Linked DNA regions of Mus musculus: region 1 is linked to region 2. Evidence: chromatin contacts called from public Hi-C data. All regions are on one chromosome and are shown on one strand. The core of a region is the stretch at or near the end of the contact, and the rest is flanking DNA. Distances in the headings are between cores, read along the strand shown. Region 1 has its middle 37 kb from the start of C130021I20Rik. Region 2 has its middle 7.2 kb from the start of Gm13530.

Evidence for each region. Hi-C and Micro-C count contacts between places; a contact is called where the count stands out from the background.
Region 1: a contact with region 2 is called in a Hi-C map of the N1E-115 cell line, with 6 times the contacts expected there. The contact joins two enhancer-like sites. A contact is called at or near these places in 3 of 39 promoter capture datasets (cranial neural crest, frontonasal cranial neural crest and maxillary cranial neural crest), 1 of 15 datasets of contacts at CTCF or cohesin (embryonic stem cells), 12 of 484 Hi-C or Micro-C datasets (the G1E-ER4 cell line, the N1E-115 cell line, cardiomyocytes and 6 more), 3 of 115 datasets of contacts at active chromatin or transcription factors (embryonic stem cells and oligodendrocyte precursor cells) and 2 of 9 other capture datasets (adipose tissue and embryonic stem cells).

The regions. Positions count from the first base shown.
Region 1 is chr2:33,676,290-33,679,179 of GRCm38.p6, forward strand. No RefSeq gene overlaps it. Among named protein-coding and RNA genes, the nearest start is that of C130021I20Rik, 37 kb to the left of the region's middle. Within about 2 kb of position 1,347, at least 3 of the 459 cell types and tissues checked have an H3K27ac peak or open chromatin away from gene starts, as enhancers often do. A contact at or near this core is called in the N1E-115 cell line, where this site is marked.
Region 2 is chr2:33,481,253-33,483,952 of GRCm38.p6, forward strand. No RefSeq gene overlaps it. Among named protein-coding and RNA genes, the nearest start is that of Gm13530, 7.2 kb to the right of the region's middle. Within about 2 kb of position 1,334, at least 3 of the 459 cell types and tissues checked have an H3K27ac peak or open chromatin away from gene starts, as enhancers often do. A contact at or near this core is called in the N1E-115 cell line, where this site is marked.

The DNA of each region.
Region 1 (2,890 bases), core at 97-2,596, 200 kb after region 2:
GAGAAGAGCTCTAGGGGAACGAGGTCTGAAGGAAAATTGTCTAGATTGGCTCTGAAATTTCTGGAATTTGCTTGTTGATATGGTTAGATTTTTAAACTATCTATCATCTAATTATATATCAATCTATCTATATCTATTCATTCATTCATTCATTTATTCGTTCATTTACTTGTATGTGCTTTTGTGTGTGCAGCACGGCACGCATGTGGAGATCAGAGGACAACTTACCAGAGTCCTTTGTCTTCTTCCATTTTTTGGGATCTGGGGATTGGAATCAGGTTCTCAGGGCTGGTGGCAAGTGCTCTCACCTACTGGGCCATTTTGCCAGCCTTGTCCTGGGGTCTTTCTACTCTGCTGGCTTAGAGGTCTTAGTTCCAGGAGATGGACAATACCCCTAGTGGGTAAGACAAGGATTCCATTGAACTGAAAGTTAAGGTGCCCACCGAGACACTTTGGGTTCCTCATGCCTTTGAGTCGGTACTGAAGAAGGGAGTTTCAGTGTTGACAGGGGTGCTGGATCTTGGTGTCAGAGGGAAACAGGCCCTTCGCTTTACAAGGATGTGAGGGGGAGTAAGGCTGGAGCACAGGGGCTTCTTAGGCCAGCTCTTCACAGTACAAGCCCATGATTTAGGTTGGTGAGACCTTAGCAACCAAAGTCAAGTGAAAGCCATGGCTCAGCTCTGCTGCAGTATATTGCTAACAACAAAGAGCTAGATGCTGGCTGCCTAACAAGGAAAAGGGGGTGTGTAGTTCACAGTCTGGGAGGCTGAAAGTCCAAGGTGGGTGGCATCAGACTCTGGGGATGGTCTCCAGCTGCATCATAGCATGGTGGCTCATGGTGACAGATAACAGAGGACACCTTCAATTCACTCTGCTCCCTCTTGTTGAAGTGGTGGGTGTCAGGCTCGAGTGGGCCTACCGTAGTCAATGTAGCTAGGTGGGCTTTGGACTCCCCTTCTCCTGCACAGGGATACCGATCTTTCAGTGTTACAAGCTGTGTCAGCGATGCAGGGACACAGATGAGGGGACACAGAGGGCAGGCATGTTCACTGATAGTCAGGGACACAGCGGAATGTGACTGGAGACAAGGTGGGTTGTAGCTTGTAACAGTGGGATGGGACTGGAAATAGACTGGGACAATGGTTGGGGATCTAGCAGGAAAACACCCTGAAAGACCCTGACTTGGAGCTGTCCCTGGTCCCTCCTGGGGTCTCTCTGCCCACTCCCCTAGCAGCAGACCGCTCCTTGCTGCTCAGCCTCTGAAGTCTCTGAAATCTTATCTCCCATCATGTTCTCTGTTTCCTCCCTGTCCAGACCTCATCTGTCTCCTGCCTCCCCACCCCCACTACCACTCATCTGCGGCCCCTCCCACTCTGTCTGCTGCCTACTGTCAGCCTGGCTCCTGTCTTTCCCTACTCCTGCAGGGAAGAGTTTAAAGTCGTGGCCTAAGGCCCTGCCCGCTGTTTAAAGCATGCTCTGCACCCCGCACCCACAACCCACTGCACCCGCACCCCAACCCATGGCCCCTGTCTTCCCTCTACTAGTAGAGTTTTAGACTGCAGCTGAAGGTGCATCCTGCCCTATCTCCCCCATTCCCCATCCCTGAGGCCTGGCTTTTCCCTGCCCTTCCTCCAGGCAGTGTTTCTGACTCTCCCAGGAAATGCAATCTCCCATTTATCCTGGATTGCCCAGTATAGTGTGTCCCTTGGCTTTGCCTGGCTCATAGCTGCCTGGGATTGGGTCTCCAGTTTAGGCTATGACCCCACCCAGAACAACCCCACCAGATCAACCAACATGGATCTGCTCAAATACAGAAACTGAGGCTCTACACAGGGAAATGGGCTCTGGGAGCAAGCTCTGTATGGAACTCTTGTCAGGTCCTTACCAGTCTCCTGTCTCCACTTCAGGACTGTCTGCAGTGTGGCCCCTTCAGCAAGGCCACTGAGGGGAACACCGCCCCCATCCTGCATCTCCACAGGTCAGCTTCCCAGGGTCAAGATGAGCTCGGAGTGGGTCAGCCGAGGGACTGAGAACTGTCCAACTCTAGAAAGCCATGAATCCAGGCCCTGCCCTTGCCTACCCTGGGGGTCCAGTTGCCCCAACCAGTTCTCCATGTTGAGAAAATCAAACTCCCAGTCCAACTGAGCTGACTTCAAGCCAGCTCTCCATGTAGCAGTGGAGTGCTCCTCCCTGGGTCGACTGTCCGAGTCGGTAAACCTTTGATGAAGAGGACACTCTGCCCAATTTATTACATATTTATTATCACTATTTTATTTTTATTTTATTTGTGTGCATGTGGCTGGAAGTGCTTGTGCGCTTTGTGTGTGTTGCTCCCTGGTCATGCCATGCACCCTATTTTTGAGACAGGGTCTCTCAATGGCCTGTACTCCCCTGTTAGGCGAGGCTGGTCAGCCAGTGAGCCCCAAGGATCTGTTCGTTTTGGCCTTCACAGCACTGAGATTACAAACCCCACCCCACGCCTATTTTGCTGTTGTTTTGTATTTTATATGTGTTTTGTGGATCCAGCTCAGCTCCCATGTGTGTGCACCCCAGTGTGTGCTTTGCCAACTGAATTTTCATTCCAGCAGGGCTAATGAGAATTAGAGAACTTGTCTGGCATACAGCAACCACTCGGACAATTGGTCCGGGACTCAGTCGCTACAGACGGCACCCAAACCTGGGCATGAAGCTTGAGTACAGTGTGTGTGTGTGTGTGTGTGTGTGTGTGTGTGTGTGTGTGTGTATGTGTTAGTGTGAGCATGTGCTCCTGCTGCAGGGGCTGTATCTCCAATTCCTCCCCAGGTGTGAATTCTGCCCAGGTCCAGAGGGTGTGGCCCCATGCAGGTCACGGAAGCAACATGCAGGCAGGCCTCGGGTGTGGAGGCCAGTG
Region 2 (2,700 bases), core at 84-2,583:
GGAACTGTTTGGGGAGGATTAGCAGGTGTGGCCTTGTTGAAGGAGATGTTTCACTGGGAAGGTGAGACTTGAGGTTTCAAAAGCCTATGCCAGGGCTGGTCTCTCTCTCTGCCTGTTGCTCATGGATCAAGATGTAAGCTCTCAGCTACTGCTTTAGCATGTCTGCCTGCCACCATGCTCCCTGCCATGACACTAACCCTCTGAAACTGGAAGCAAACCCCCAATTAAATACTTTATTTTGTAAGTTGCCTTGGCCATGGTGTCTACCCTGATAGCAGAACAGTGACTAAGATACAGGGGGACACCATAAAGGCTAGGAAGCCCTGATGGCAGGAAGCCTAGTCTGGGCACTGGGAGAGATCCACTCTTCAACAGAAGAGAGAGGGAACCAGAACTGGGATCAGGCTATGGAATCCCAGAGCCCTGCCCCAGTGTGTGCTTCCTCAGGCAAGGCCACTCCTCCCCATAACCTCTCCTCATAGTGCCACCCATTAGGGACTAAGGGTCCGATTATGTGAGCCCATGAAGGACATTTTTAATATGAGCCACCTCCCAGGACTTGGTTAGGACGTTGCTCAGCCCACACAAGCATTAAAAAATGTGTTTTAAGCCGGGCAGTGGTGGCGCACGCCTTTAATTCCAGCACTTGGGAGGCTGAGGAAGGCAGATTTCTGAGTTCGAGGCCAGTTTGGTCTACAAAGTGAGTTCCAGGACAGCCAGGGCTATACAGAGAAACCCTGTCTCGAAAAACCAAAAACCAAAACCAAAACAAAACAAAAAATGTGTTTCAAACACTATATTAATTTAAATATTTATGTCAAATCTCTTATCCTAGTCTTCTTCCATGGCTTATAAAAAGGGGCCAAAGTCTGCAATCCAGGTAGAAAGGACTAGAACGGGGCTCAGGAGCTGTGGTGGCCCAGGCTGGGCTTTACCTCTTTGCTCAGGTCTTTTCTCACCTAACTCCCATAATTTTATTGTCCTTTTAAAAATTACTTGTTTTCTGTGTGTATGTGTGTGTGTATGAGTGTGTGTGAGAGTGTGTGTGTTTGTGAGTCTCTGTGTGTATAAGTATGTGTGTGTGTGTGCATGCTCACATGTACACATGCCACAGCGTGTGTGGAGGTCAGAGGTCAGCTGGTGGGAGTTGCTTGCTCTTGGCCATCTTATCCATCCCTCCTCTTACATAGACCCTAAGAGCTCCTCTGCTCAATTACCCAGCATGCCCTCAGAAAAGGGGCAGGCAGAAGCATGAGGAGGGATGGCAGCCACTCATGCTCTAATTCTTTCCGTCATTGTCCATTGTGAAGAATAAATCCAATTGGTCGTTGCAGGCTGGGTTTTCAACCCCCACCTCCCGACCCCCAGCATCTGGTTGTCTCTGCATTGTGCCTCTTGCTCTTTCCCACCAATGGCTTCCCCATCGCTCCCTCAACCCGTGAGGTGTGGGGGAGGAGCTCCCGTTCTTCCCCTCACTCTTCCACTCTGCCACAAAGTCTGATGTTCCCAGGCGGATGACAGACAGGATAAAACATCTGCTGTGCTCATTCCTTGGATGTTAGGGGTGTTTGTCAAGGAGCAAACAGATACAGGATTCAATGGAAAAATCTGTGATGGGTGCGGGGAGATGTCACCATGGGGCCTGCTGGCTCAATTTGTATCGTAGGATGTGCATGCTGAGTGGCTGTGAGACTCATGGGCCACAAGTGGATTCAATGCTCAGGGCTCGGTGGTGCCTCAATCCCCAAACAGCCATTCTCACAAAATTGTTTTCTTCCACCAGCAGTCAGACCGACAAATTGCACTGTGATCGCAGGTGGGTGGGGCCATATAAACAGCATCAATTCAATTACAAAACAAGGTCGTAGTCATGGAAAAAGATGCAATGTGGTGACAGATAATGATGGCTGTATGATTGGGATGCCGAGCCAGCTAAGTAGTGCTAGGTCCTGGGCCTGACATCACAGCTGCCTTTGGGTGCCCACTGGCTGCTCCAGTTCAGAGTTGTCCAAAGGCACTGCATACAATGGCTGTTTTCTCCCTCCCTCCCTCCCTCCCTCCCTCCCTCCCTCCCTCCCTCCCTCCCTCCCTCCCCTCCTCTCTTTCTTTCTTTTGTTTCTCTCTCTCCTCTCTCTGCTGTCTCTTTACTTCTTTTCATTTCTTTCTGGGATAAAGTCTCACACCATACACTGGTAGTCTTAAACTCCCTATATAGCCAAAGTCAATCTAGAGTTTCTAATTCTACTGCGTCTACCCCATGTGCTTGAGTTACAGATATGTGTTACCACATGTGGTAGAGAGAAGAAGGAGTCTAACAGCCATGCCATGCTGGGAAAGCAAAAGATCAGGCCTGAGAAGTGCAGGACAGACAGACAGCCAACATGTAAGAGTCAGGGACGGTGGCCCAGGAGGGCAGCTGGTCTGAGTCTGGGGCTGCCAGGATAGAATATAGGTTTTACTAAGTAATAATTCAGGAGTATCAGAGGGGTGTGTGTGTTAGCAACATGGAAATTTGGGAGTGGCCCAGCCATTGAGCTGTTTAAGATATATTAAAGTAGAGGGCTGTGTGTGTGTGTGTGTGTGTGTGTGTGTGTGTGTGTGTGTGTTTCATTCAGGAAATCAGAACATTGGGTGGGTATCAAGGAATCCATATCGCTGCTTAGAGCAGATTAATTGGCTAATACAACAGATGGAAACTAG